Regions from separate parts of the Ovis aries genome. Here region 1 is linked to region 2. A link is a contact called in public Hi-C data. All regions are on one chromosome and are shown on one strand. Each heading gives the region's core, a stretch centred on a gene start, on an enhancer-like site or on the middle of the called end of the contact. The rest is flanking DNA. Distances are from core to core; before and after follow the strand shown.

Region 1 (6,791 bases), core at 1,285-3,784, 42 kb before region 2:
CCCTCCTACCAGTAGGGGGCACTGCAGGCCAACACTCTGCTGCTGGCCGTAGTTTCTGGTTTTCTTTGCTGATTATTTTTCTCTCCTTCCCTGTTACTTGGTGCTGTGCTGGACTCCTGCAAGTAGCTTAGTCAAAAAGGACTTTGGGTGCTTTGAAGATGTTCGTTGAACGTACCTTTGTGATTAGCTGCTCTTACCAACAACCACTGTGATGGTGTGTATGAACACACATATGCACGTGCAACAGGACAAAAACTGCACATGTGCAGGCTTTTTGTGCATGTTGTGGTTTTGTGGGTTTGTATAATGTTTTGTGGGTGTGTATAATGGGGCAGATTACTCTGCTAATGACTGAATGTGTGTGTGTGTGTGTGTGTGTGTGTGTACAGGATGGTTATCTCTGTTAACCAAGGGTCCTGGGTATACTGATGGCCAGCCCTGCTTCCTGGGACTAGTCCTGGCTCTTCCTGTCATCTCATGGGCGTTTTCACATGTGCAGCGTGGGGCCCTCTGAGGCCAGGCCCCTTATCTATTTCTCCAGCTTCTATTCTCTGGCCAACAAGGTCTTGGCTCCTCACCCTCTGCCTCCCACCCTTCATCCCTGCAGCCTTAGAGACAAAGTGGTAGAATCACTCCTGAATGCACCTGCCTCACCATCTACATTTATTTCTTCCCTTCTCTTGACAGTCCTGAGGCCAGCATATACCTTCGGGCAGATTGTGCACTGCACAAATGCAGATGGAGCCATTCACACTGTGAGTGATACCTCCTAGGCATCTATAAAAGCTGCTAACAGTACCCAGCTCCCCTGGTCATCTCATGGCCATAGCTAGGAAAGCTGCCTTCTTCCCTGCCCTCCTGGTCCTGCCTGGCCTAGACTGGGACTGTCCTCCACTTGGGTGTTCTGGTCTGATCCAGAAGGGACTTACCCTTGGCCTTGATCAGGAAGTATCTGATGGGTCATCCCCAAGAGGGCTTTGGATTCAGTTTATGAAAATGAAATATGGCTGGCAACTTTTCGGTCACAAACCAAAACTCTGCAGACAGGAGTCCTGACTTCCACACTCCTGGCCTGCAGGTAAAAACATCTTCATGGGCCAACTGTTAAGATGGGTCTGCTATGGAATTAGGGTAGAAGCCTCAAGGCTGGGCGTGTAGCTTCATCAGATAGAAAATGATGAGGTCACTATAGACTGGACGTCTGGGCCAGGCCACAGACTCTGATGCCTCCGAGGGCCAGGCAGGAGACATGAATGAGCAAGAGGATTAAGCAAGGACTGTAGCAAAATGGGGAACACAGATACTGTCGTCTGACACGGTTGCTGCTGTGTGGGAATGTGGGCTGCTGTTGCCAAATATTCCTCCCCATTTTCCAAGAGAAGCTAGAAATTTGGACTTTTAAATGTTGGCAGCTATTATGAATTTAGAAAACACTGTGCGTGCCAAATAAAACACATCTTACAGGCCAAATCCAGCCTTTGAGTTTCCAGTTTGCACCCTCTGACCCAGGCTTGGTGAATTGGGTTTTTCAGAAACGAGTAATTAAGAGTATGAAGATATAATACTCAGACTCACAGAGCTTTGGATCTTTAAGAGACCCTGGAGATAACCTGGTTCATACCTTTGTGTGTTTTAAACTGTGTACACATAAACTCCTTTATTAACAGTACACACATCTCTGGGCTTCCCAGGTGGCGCTAGTGGTAAAGAACCCGTCTACCAATGCAGGAGACATAAGAGACACAGGTTTGATCCCTGGGTCAGGAAGATCCCGTGGAGGAGGACATGGCAAACCGCTCCAGTATTCTTGCCTGGACAGTATTCTCCCACGGACAGAGGAGCCTGGCAGGCTCTACTCCATAGGGTCACACAGAGTTGGACACAACTGGAGCAACTTAGCTTGCACACACACATATCCTGACGTTCTAGTAGAAGTGTTAGTCGTCCAGTCGTGTCCAGCTCTGTGACCCTATGGACTGTAGCCTGCTCGGCGCCTCTGTCCATGGAATTCATCAGGCAAGCGTACTGGAATGGGTTGCTATTTCCTACTCCAGGGGATCTTCCCCACACAAGGATCGAACCCAGGTCTCCTGCATTGCAGGCAAGTTCTTTACCATTCAAGCCACCAGGGAAGCCCATATCCTTAAGCTCTAATTTCTACTCACCAACATCTTGGTACCCCCAATTTAGAAGAAGATTTAAAATGAAACCTCTACACATAGTGGGCTTGTGTCTACCTGTCAGAAGCCCTATTTTATACCATTTGTTTCTGATAGGTCTACTTCAGTCTTTTGCAAACATGGGCTATCCTGGCCATCCTTATAACCTGGCTTGTCTCGGTTGCTTTCCATGGTAGACCTGTAAGTGCCTCCTTAAACAGGTGGAGCCTGTGTTTCATCCTCTGTGGGACTTCCCTGGCCTGGGGGTGAGACCGCTGGTGCGTTTCCCAGCATGGCCCCTCCGTGGCCTGCCCTCAGCCCTCTGCAGGCCCCAGCCCTGTCTGGCTCTGTAGCGTTTACCCAGTCATGCAAGAAAGGGTGCTCTGTGCTTGCTGGCGTGGGCTCCTCTCACTGCTCATGCTTGTCCTACTCCTAGTGTTACAATCTGGCCTTCTGCTTCTTAAAAGCCATTCAAATAAACAGAGGACTTTTAAAATAAACTTACGTTGCCTGCTTGTCGCCCCCTCACAATTGTTCTCACCAACTGGCTCAGGGTCCCTTCAAGGAATGCCAATAGAGGGACTCCCCTGGTGATCCAGTGTAAAGAATCTGCCTTCCAATGTAGGGGACGCAGGTTCGACCCCTGATCAGGAACTAAGATTCCACATGCTGCTCGGAGCAACGAAGCCTGCACACCACAGCTAGAGAGCCTGCACTCTGCAAGGAAGACCCAGTGCAGCCAACGCTTTTAAAAGATTAAACAAAGAAATGCCAGTGAGGACCCATGGAGTGAGCAGGCCTGGTATCTGTTCCATCCTTGAGTATCAGTGCCTTTCCATGGACTCTCCCCACCCACTTGAATGCCAACTTCCAGGGAGATGGTGTGAGCCCATCAGAAGGCCAGCTTCCTCCAGCAGTGCTCTCGGTGTGGACCCAATATCCCCATCTGAAACTACCAAGTGGCAGGGAGGGGACGGAGTGGGAGGAAGAAGAGGCGCTAAGAGAGCATGTGAGCGGCAGAAGGAAGGGAGGGACTCAGATTCCAGCCTCGGCCCCCAGTCATCTGTCCTCCAGCACCTCCGCCCCCGCCCACAGCCCACCCGGCCTAGGGTACCTCTCTTCCACTCCATCCACCACCTTCATTTCTGCTGCACTCACCTTTGCAACTCTATCTGCGGAGGCGTCCAGGCTAATCTCAAACACAACTTTCTCAGCTAGGCTCCCTCAAAACTCTGTGTATCGAGGGACAGATCACTTCCTCCCTTGAACAGTATTTAGGTCCACGCTTCTTTCCCCCATAGCCCAACAGAGCATCTTCAGCTTCGGTTTGGGGATCTTCCAGCCTGAGTAGCTGTCAATCAACATGCCCATGGCTGAACTCAGGGCTGATGGGACTGGGCCAGCTGTTTGCAGTCGAGGTTGTTTCTGAACTGGTTGTAAAGTATTTTGACTATCTCTTCTCAAAAGGAAACCAAAGGCACGAGAATCTTATGGCAGATTAGTTTATCTGTTGCTATGTAACAAATTACCCCAGTACTTAGCTGCTTAACACAACAAACATTTATTATCTCACAGTGTCCATGCGGCAGGAATTCAGGAGCAGCCCAGCTGCGTGGTTCTTGCTCAGAGTGTCTCGTGAGGTTCTTACTGAGCTATCAGCCGGGCTGCCATCATCTGAAGGCTTGACTGGGGATGGAGAAGTGAAGTGAAGTTGCTCAGTCGTGCCTGACTCTTTGCGACCCATGGACTGTAGCCCACCAAGCTCCTCTGTCCATGGGATTCTCCAGGCAAGAATACTGGACTGGGTTGCCATTTCCTTCTCCAGGGGATCTTCCAGACCCAGGGATCGAACCCAGGTCTCCCACGTTGCAGGCGGACGCTTTAACCTCTGCACCACCAGGGAAGCTGGAGGAAATGCTCAAAAGATGACGCACTTGTATGGCTATTGGCTGGTGCTCGCAATCCCTTGCCACAGGGTGCCTGAGCGTTCTCACAACATAGCTGTTTGCTTCCCCTAGAGTAATCCAAGAGAGAGTAAAGCAAATCTGCTCTTAAAAACTACCTTATGGGACTTCTCTGATGGTCCAGTGGTTAAGAATCTGCCTTCCAATGTAGGGAGTATGGGTCCAATCCCTGATCGGGGAACTAAGATCCCGCATGCCACAGGCAACTAAGCCCACGCGCCCTCGTGCCCATGTTCCACAGGTCAGCACACTGCAATGAAGACCAGGCACAGCCCCAAATTTGAAAAGCTGTCTTTTATGACCTCACCTCAGAAGTGACATAGTATCACTTCTACCATAGTCTATTGATCACAAAGACCAACTTGATCTAGTGTGAGAAAGGTTCACACAACGGTGTGAAACACTTGGGAGCGGAGATAATCGGGCTTTCTGAAGCTGACTCCCTTGTGTTACTATACCCTCTTCAGCCTAGAATAACTAGGGGCCTCTGTGTTTATCATAGCTATTTTCTTGCCTCTGGCTAAAACTAGACACAAATTTTTTAAAAAAATAATAAATTTTAAAAAGGAAACTTAAAAAAAAAATTGACTAGACCCAAATGTGCTTCCTCAATTCTCCAACCTGAAGTCCCCACTTCCCACCCCCACCCACCCAGTCACCAGGGATAAGGTCCTTCTTTATAACTCCTGCCCAGCAGACTCATTCAGGAGCCCTGGGGTAACCTACTTAGGAACGTCATGGAAACTCTGTGTTCGGAGATGTCTTGGTCTCACTGTGAAGTTTTTACAGTGTCCACGAGGCTAGTGGTGCTGGAGCTGCTCACACCGGTTTGTACCCAATGGACCATATCTAAGGTGAGTGGAAGGGCAGGGGTGGGGAGGGGCTGGTCCTTTCCTGCTAGGACCTTGGATGAACAGACTCAACCCTCTGGTGCCAGAACTGAATCTTCTATTTTCTGACATGATCTTAGACTAGATTTGGGAGCAAAACCCCCACAACATGGTTGAGATGGAACTGTGGCTTAGAACAGAAAGAGGAGGAGCAATGGACGGAGAAATCAGGGACACACTTCTTTCTCCTCCTCTATTCTTTCCCTTTTCCACTTGCGAAGCTCTTCTAAGACCTGAGAGCTATGTGTATTTTTTTTTTCTTATTGGTGGCCAGTTTCACTTGCTCATAAATTATTTTTTTTAAACTTTATAAACAGATCAGTCAAGAAATAAAATCACAAATTCACATCTTAACAGTGAACAGAATAGACTCTGTTCTAAACACTTAATCCAGGGACTTCTCTGGTGGTCCAACGTTAAGACTCTGTGCTTCCACTGCAGGGGACACAGGTTCGATCCCTGGTCAGGGAACTAAGATTTCACATGCTGTGTGGTGTGACTGAAAAATTAAACAAGCACTTAATCCAAATCAATTCATTTCATCCTCACAATAATCATATGCAGCAGTTACTATTTTTATCCTCATTTTACAGATGAGGAAACTAGGGCTCAGAGAAGTAAGTTAACTCACTAGAGGTCCGTAGTTAGTCAGTTGCAGAGCTTGATTTAAATTCAAGTTGTCTGGCTCCAAACTGCATATCTTAAGTGCTATACTATACTGATTCTCGTGTACATTTTAAGATTAAACACACATAAAAAAACTTTGAGCTCACACTGTTAGTTTGAGATATGCCTCAGAGGTAGTACAAATAATTTTTGGCCATTTGGATTACTCTAGGAGAAAAGTTTGAGGAGTGGTCTTTCACAGGCACCTCTGTAAGAAGCTGAGCCGTCTTTCCAAAGACAAAACTACTGGTTCCCCTTGCCCCGTTGTTTTTGAATCTGGCAGGAGAGGCATGGCTGAGCTATTCCATCCACATCTTGAAAAAAGTGAAAACCCCGTCTTAGAGACAGGAAGCAACTTGTCCAAGGACATATGTCTGTGATGCCTGGCTGTTGCTCCAAATTCAGTGTTTTTCTCTCTGAAACCCTGTAATTTCACCTGAATTTTCATTCTTTCAGTCATCTGTCGAAATCCCCCTTAGAAGCCTTGTGAAGATCCAAGTGGTTTAAAGCTCACTCCTATGCTATGGTAGCAAAGCCATTGACCAGGCATGTGAACTTGTCACCTGCTTGTTGGGCTGGGTGACCTTGCAGAGCACATAGCCTCTGCAGCTGCCAGGAGGGTACACAACTTGCAGGTGCCCACAAGAGAACTGGCTGGGAACGCAAACTGGTACAGCCACTATGGAGAACAGTGTGGAGATTCCTTAAAAAAAAAAACAACTGGAGATAGAACTGCCTTATGACCCAGCAATCCCACTGCTAGGCATACACACCAAGGAAACCAGAATTGAAAGAGATACATGTACCCTAATGTTCATCACAGCACTGTTTACAATAGCTAGGACATGGAAGCAACCTAGATGTCATCGGCAGATAAATGGATAAGAAAGCTATGGTACATATACACAATGGAGTATTACTCAACTATTAAAAAGAATGCATTTGAATCAGTTCTAATGAGGTGGATGAAACTGGAGCTTATTATACAGAGTGAAGTAAGTCAGAATGAAAAACACCAATACAGTATATTAATGCATATATTTGGAATTTAGAAAGATGGTAACAAAGATCCTATATGCAAGACAGCAAAAGAGACACAAATATAAAGAACA
Region 2 (7,110 bases), core at 510-3,009:
GAGTCATCAAGTTCTGTCAATCAGCTGTTCCTTCCTCTTTGCTGCTGCTGCTGCTGCTGCTAAGTCGCTTCAGTCGTGTCCGACTCTATGCGACTCCAGAGACGGCAGCTCACCAGGCTCCGCCGTCCCTGGGATTCTCCAGGCAAGAACACTGACTGGAGTGGGTTGCCATTTCCTTCTCCAAAGCATGAAAGTGAAAAGGGAAAGTGAAGTCACTGAGTCGTGTCCAACTCTCAGCGACCCCATGGACCGCAGCCCACCAGGCTCCTCCGTCCATGGGATTTTCCAGGCAAGAGTACTGGAGTGGGGTGCCATCGCCTTCTCCGTTCTTCCTGTTTAGGGCTGTAGTATTCCACTGCAGGTATGGACCACAGTTGGTTGATTCGTTCACCTGTTGATGATCATTTGAGTTGTTCTCTGAGAATACAAAAAGATTATTTAGAAGTTTATTTTGGGAGTACACAATATGTTTCTATTCATTAACGTTACTAATTCAAAACACTAGTTCTTTCTTAACCTTTAAAACTCAGCCTACAAATCATGTTTGAGAATCTGGCAGATTTTAGTAAGTGTTATTAAGGGACTTCCTACAAACTTGCCTCTTCAAACGTTTAAGTACATTTATAAATGAATAGCTTTGATTTCCTTTTTCAGTATCTCATTTGCCTGATATAAACAAAGACTTCCTAAAGTTTCATTCTTATAAATCTAATAAATCCGACTTATAAATATGATGAGCCTTAAGTTCTCTTAAAAATCTATTTATATATGAAGCTAAATGTATGGAGAGTTCTTTTTTAAACAGAAATGTTACTAACAATACTCGAGTTTTAATTCTTGTTTAGCATGCTGTACTTACTTAATCCTAAGGGGCTTCCCAAGTGGCACTAGTGGTAAAGAACCCCCCGCCAATGCAGGAGACTTAAGAGACACAGGTTCAATCCCTGAGTCAGGAAGATCCCCTGAAGAAGGGCATGACAACCCACTCCAATATTCTTGCTTGGAGAATTCAATGGACAGAGAAGCCTGATGGGCTACAGTCCATAGGGTTGCAAAGAGTCAGACATGACTGAACGACTTAGCACCCACACATGCGCTTAATCCTAAATCTTCCTTAGCTAAGTTGTATACCCACATCAGCTACTCTCTAAAAGAGAAAGTTCCATCCAGGTAGCAGAACTTAATTTTTAACTTTCTTAGGGGTGAAAGATGTGTTTCTGCTTAAGAGAAAAAAAAAAAAAAAAAAAACCACGGCCCTCTCATTCATTGAGGTCACTGGCCCACTAAGAATGACAGCTGTGAGGCTGTGGTTTCCAGCCACATCCTCACCAGGACCTCAAATTCTGTTTGTGAAGGTGAATCTCTGATTCAGTTCAAAGAGCTGCGGAGAGGCCCTCATTACATAGCTGGTGGGGTGAGTGAAACTGTGACAGGTATTGTCTCTAGGGGCTCTTTCTGTTTGATTCAAGAAGGACTGAAAGCTTCTCACTCAACCTAAGAAGCTGGCTGGCTGACCACACTACATGGTGGTCCAACAGGTCCTTTCAAGCAAAAACCTGTGAGTATTTGCAGGTAGATCAGGAATAACAAATATCTGGTACACGAGCAACCACTCTCTGATCCTGTCTCCATGGCAGACATTGCTAATCAATCATCACATGCCTTCCCCTTGTTAAGACAGTGCTACCCTGGGCTGAACCTAATTAACTGAGGTTGGCATATAAGGTGCCTTCCCTGGACTAACCACCTTGCGTGAGGAAATGAGGCCTGTCCACTTGGCTCTTACTCAGGGCTGGGTTAATGGCTAACTGGGCTTGGGGCTTGTTCCTGTCATCTGTGAACTGTGACCTGCAGTGCGATGACCCCATGCAGTGAACAGGAGGCCCGGGTGTTACTCACTCTTATGGAGTGGGTGCTTCTGTTGAAGACCCCTTGTTGGGAGGTATGGGGGCTGCAGCAGGCTCCCTAGGACACAACCCAGGCTTGAGGTTCTGAGTGGAGAACCTCGGCCCCAGTCCCAGGCAGAGCTCCACCAGCCTCCCTGGGTGGTCGTGGGCGGAGCCAGCTCAAAGCCGCCAGAACCACATCGCCAGCCCGGGCCCTTAAAGTCCAGATTCAGATCCCCAACAGCCAAGTGTCTAAGAAGCATCCAAACTAACAGGCGCAAAGCCAAACTCCTGATTCCCACCCTGCCCCCCGTCCCTGACACTATCCTCCCTGAATCCTCAAGGTCCCAGGATATGATACTTCTGTCCTGCTAGTTGTTCAGGCTACAGTTCCTGGAGTTGTCCTTGATACCTCTTTCACAGCCCACATTGGATCTGTCAGCAAATCCTATCAGCTCTGTCATCAGAACAGATCCAGAATCTGGCCACGTCTCACCACCAGCACCTCCAGCACCTTTATCCTCCCGTCCAAGCCCTCAGTGCCTCTCTATCTCTTTCCCCGGATCTCTGCGGTGGCCTGTTCCCTGGGCTCCCTGCCTCCATTTGCCCTGCAGTCCATTCCCCGAACAGCAAATGCAGGAGGCTTGGAACACAGAAATCAGATGAGGCCCCCCCGTTTGCCCAGAACCTAACAACGTCTTAGCCCACCTAAAGTCCAAAGCGCTTGGCAGGCTTCAAGGCCCTACAAGATTGTCTCCCTATTTCCCCACCTCACCTCCGGTTCCATGTCATAGTATTCGCCCCATCGCCCTCCATCTTTTGCTACCCTGGCCTCTTTGCCACTCCTTGGAGACATTCTCTCTGCCCAAATGCTTGACTTCCAGACGTCCACATGGCTCCCAGACATCCAGAAGTTGGCCCACTCTCTTCCTCTGTTTTTTGCTGTATATATATCACTTCGATGAAGCCTTCTCTAACAGTCCTATTTTATTTATTTATCAAAGATTTTTTTTGATGCAGACCATTTTTTGGCTGTCCTGAGTCTTCTTTGCTGTGAGAAGGCTTTCTCGAGTTGTGGCGAGCAGAGGCTACTCTTCACCGTGGTGCATGGGCTTCTCATTACGGTGGCTTCTCTTGCTGCAGAGCACAGCCTCTAGGCGCATGGGCTTCAGGAGTTGCAGCACGCAGGCTCAGTAGTTGTGGTGCATGGGCTTAGATGCTCTGCAACATGTGGGATTTTCCTGGACTAGGGATCAAACCCACGTCCCCTGCATCGACAAGTGGATTCTTACCCACTATACCACCAGGGAAATACCTGACAGCCCCACTTTCAACTGCAAGTCCGCCTCAAGCCCCATGCTCTGTCCCCTTCCATGCTCTATTTTTGGCCATCTTCATTGCTTATGCTAAGACAAATACAAACTCTGTCTCATTTTGTTGATTATTCATCTCCCTCCCTCGAGTGTAAGCTTCAGGAGGCAGGGAGGTCTGTGTGTGCATGTGTGTGGTTGCTCCATCCTTGGTACCTACAATGGTGGTAGTATTAGAACGCAGGAGCCACTTAATAAATATTTGCTGAGTTAATAATAACAGTAGCTAAAGTATTTACTAAGTGCCAGACACTGTTTCAAAAATACTTTCCACATACCATCTCAATTCATTTTTGCCATAGTTTCATGAGCAAATCTTAATATCCCCATAGACAGATATAGAAAATGAAGCACAGAACTCTTATAGTGCTTGCTAGTATGTGTTGAGGCCAGAATTTTACCAGATAGCTGACTCCAGATACTGACTTCTTAGCCACTCTGCTATATTGCTCTCAAATGAATGAATTAATAAATGAAAAAAAAATGAATGAGTTATTATTGCAACCACAGCAGAAACAATGAAGTTTAGAATCAGACAGAAGTAGGGTAAAATGGCAGATTTTCTGTGAACTAGAATACAAGGTTTGAATAGGTTTCTTATCTTCTCTAAATCTCAGGGTCTTATGCGCCCAAACGGGAAAATCTACCAAGCGTTTGCTGTTTCAGCCATTTTATTATACTGGACCTGTTTTTCACGTCGACTCAATGGTCATAAATTTGAGCAAACTCCGGGAGACAGTGGAAGGCAGGAGCCTGGTGTGCTCCAGTCCACAGGGTCCAAAGGAGTCCTTTCGACACCGCACGAACACCACCACCGCCCGTTTTCAGTCAATCACTGCCCTCTAGTGGTCAGTCAAAATAACTCATACCTTCTATGTGAAACACAGTCCCTAAATAGCGTAGACCTAACAAAGCTAGTGGAGGTGATGGAATTCCAGTTGAGCTGTTTCAAATCCTGAAAGATGATGCTGTGAAAGTGCTGCACTCAATATGCCAGCAAATTTGGAAAACTCAGCAGTGGTCACAGGACTGGAAAAGGTCAGTTTTCATTCCAATCCCAAAGAAAGGCAATGCCAAAGAATGCTCAAACTACCGCACAATGGCACTCCATCTCACACAATAGTAAAGTAGTGCTCAAAATTCTCCAAACCAGGCTTCAGCAATATGTGAACCGTGAACTTCCAGATGTTCAAGCTGGTTTTAGAAAAGGCAGAGAAACCAGAGATCAAATTGCCAACATCTGCTGGATCATGGACAAAGCAAGAGGGTTCCAGGAAAACATCTATTTCTGCTTTATTGACTACGCCAAAGCCTTTGACTGTGTGGATCACAATTAACTGTGGAAAATTCTGAAAGAGATGGGAATACCAGACCACTTAACCTGCCTCTTGAGAAATCTGTATGCAGGTCAGGAAACAATAGTTAGAACTGGACATGGAAAAACAGACTGGTTCCAAATAGGAAAAGGAGTATGTCAAGGCTGTATATTGTCACCCTGCTTATTTAACTTCTATGCAGAGTATATCATGAGAAACACTGGGCTGGAAGAAGCACAAGCTGAAATCAAGATTGCCAGGAGAAATATCAATAACCTCAGATATGCAGATGACACCACCCTTATGGCAGACAGTGTAGAGGAGCTAAAAAGCCTCTTGATGAAAGTGAAAGAGGAGAGCAAAAAAGTTGGCTTAAAGCTCAACATTCAGAAAACGAAGATCATGGCATCCGGTCCCATCACTTCATTGGAAATAGATGGGAAACAGTGGAAACAGACTTTATTTTGGGGGGCTCCAAAATCGCTGCAGATGATGATTGCAGCCATGAAATTAAAAGACGCTTACTCTTTGGAAGAAAAGTTATGACCAACCTAGATAGCATATTAAAAAGCAGAGACATTACTTTGCCAACAAAGGTCTGTCTAGTCAAGGCTATGGTTTTTCCAGTGGTCATGTATGGATGTGAGAGTTGGACTGTGAAGAAAGCTGAGTGCCAAAGAATTGATGCTTTTGAACTGTGGTGTTGGAGAAGACTCTTGAGAGTCTCTTGGACTGCAACGAGATCCAACCAGTCCATTCTAAAGGAGATCAGCCCTAGGTGTTCTTTGGAAGGAATGATGCTAAAGCTGAAACTCCAGCACTTTGGCCACCTCATGTGAAGAGTTGACTCATTGGAAAAGACTCTGATGCTTGGAGGGATTAGGGGCAGAAGGAGAAGGGTATGACAGAGGATGAGATGGCTGGATGGCATCACCGACTCAATGTTCATGAGTCGGAGTGAACTCCAGGAGTTGGTGATGGACAGGGAGGCCTGGTGTGCTGCAATTCATGGGGTCGCAAAGAGTTGGACTCGACTGACAGACTGAACTGAACTGAAAGCCAGTAGTTTCTGCAGGTAAAATAGTCCAGGGTTCTTGACTCCTTTGGTGTCCTAGATCCTATTAGTCTTCAGGGGCTAAGTGAGGATGAGGCTTTCCCAAAGGGAAGTAGAAAGGGCTAGCCCAGATGGGTCCCTCAATGGCAGATTGACTCCAAGGACATGATCCTCATGAAAAATAAGTCACCCTAGGGACTTCCCTGATGGTCCAGTGGCTAAGACACCACCTCCCAAAGCAGGGGGCCCAAGTTCAGCCCCGGATCAGGGAACTAGATCCTACTTGTTACAACTAAGAGTTAGCATCCTAAACTAAAACATCCCATATGCCACAACTAAAGATCCCGCATGCCACAACAAAGACGAAGATCTTGCAGGCTGCAACTAAGACCCAGTGCAGCCAAATTAATAAAAATAAATATTTTTAAATAGATAAATAAAATAAGTTATCCCACCTCTCCATCCAAATGTGTGTGTGCTCTGTAGCTCAATCGTAATCTATTCTTTGTGACCCCATGGACTGCAGCCTGCCAGGCTCCTCGGTCCATGGAATTTTCCAGGCAAGAATATTTGAATGGGTTGTCACTTCCTATTCCAGGGAATCTTCCCCACCCAGGGATCAAACCCACATCTCTTGGGTCTCCTGCTTTGGCAGGTGTATTCTTTACCACTGCACCCCCTGGGAAGCCCCATCCAAACAAACACACACAAAATGGTGGCAGGTTTTACAGCTGAGTTTCTCAGAGCTTCTAAGGACATATTCTCCCTAAATGACAGTTAATTTTATGTTAACATGGCTGGGCCACAGGATATCCAGATATTATTCTGGGTGTGTCCGTGAGAGTATTTTGGGATGAGATTAACATTAGAATTGGTAGATCGAGTCAGCAAATTGCTGTGCATAATGCAGGTGGGCCTCATCCAATCAGGTGAAGGCTTGACCTGAGCAAAAGGTCTGAGTAAGAGGGAACTTGGCCTGTCTGACGGTTGGGCTGGGCCATAGGCCTTTTTCAGCCTCCAGAGTCAAGATAAAATGTCAGATCTTTCTGGGCCTCAAGCCTGCTCCTTTTAGACTGGAACTTATACTATTGATTGTTCTGGTTCTCAGGCCTTCAGACTCAGAGTGAAGCCACCAGCAGCTCTCCTGAGTCTCCTGCTTGCCAACTGTGGGTCTTGGGACTTCTCAGTCTCCATAATCATTTGAGCCAATTACTGATAATAAATCTCTTCCTCTCCTTAAAGATAGATAGATGGAGATAGATAGTTAGGTGCAGACACACACACTCTCATACATACTATCGGTTCTATTTCTCTTTCTCTAGAGAACCCTGATTATTTTATACAAACTGTTTTAGGAGATGGAATAAAAGGAAAACTGCCTAACTCACCTTCTAGTGTTAGTGTGACCTCGACAGCAGACCAAGGCAAGGGCACACAGGGGCACGAACGCCAGAGAATAAGCCTAATTGTAATTATAAGATGCA

The links. A called contact is a pair of places that touch in the nucleus more often than the background predicts.
Region 1: a contact with region 2 is called in a Hi-C map of liver, with 5 times the contacts expected there. The contact joins two enhancer-like sites. A contact is called at or near these places in 9 of 16 Hi-C or Micro-C datasets (hypothalamus, liver, mesenteric adipose tissue and 4 more).

What each region holds. Positions count from the first base shown.
Region 1 is chr1:14,283,429-14,290,219 of ARS-UI_Ramb_v3.0, reverse strand. NT5C1A (5'-nucleotidase, cytosolic IA) reads left to right here. Exons shown (of 6, transcript XM_004001830.5): 6 at 1-2,659. Among named protein-coding and RNA genes, the nearest start is that of HEYL, 14 kb to the right of the region's middle. Within about 2 kb of position 2,534, at least 6 of the 54 cell types and tissues checked have an H3K27ac peak or open chromatin away from gene starts, as enhancers often do. A contact at or near this core is called in liver, where this site is marked.
Region 2 is chr1:14,240,205-14,247,314 of ARS-UI_Ramb_v3.0, reverse strand. No RefSeq gene overlaps it. Among named protein-coding and RNA genes, the nearest start is that of PABPC4, 24 kb to the right of the region's middle. Within about 2 kb of position 1,759, at least 4 of the 54 cell types and tissues checked have an H3K27ac peak or open chromatin away from gene starts, as enhancers often do. A contact at or near this core is called in liver, where this site is marked.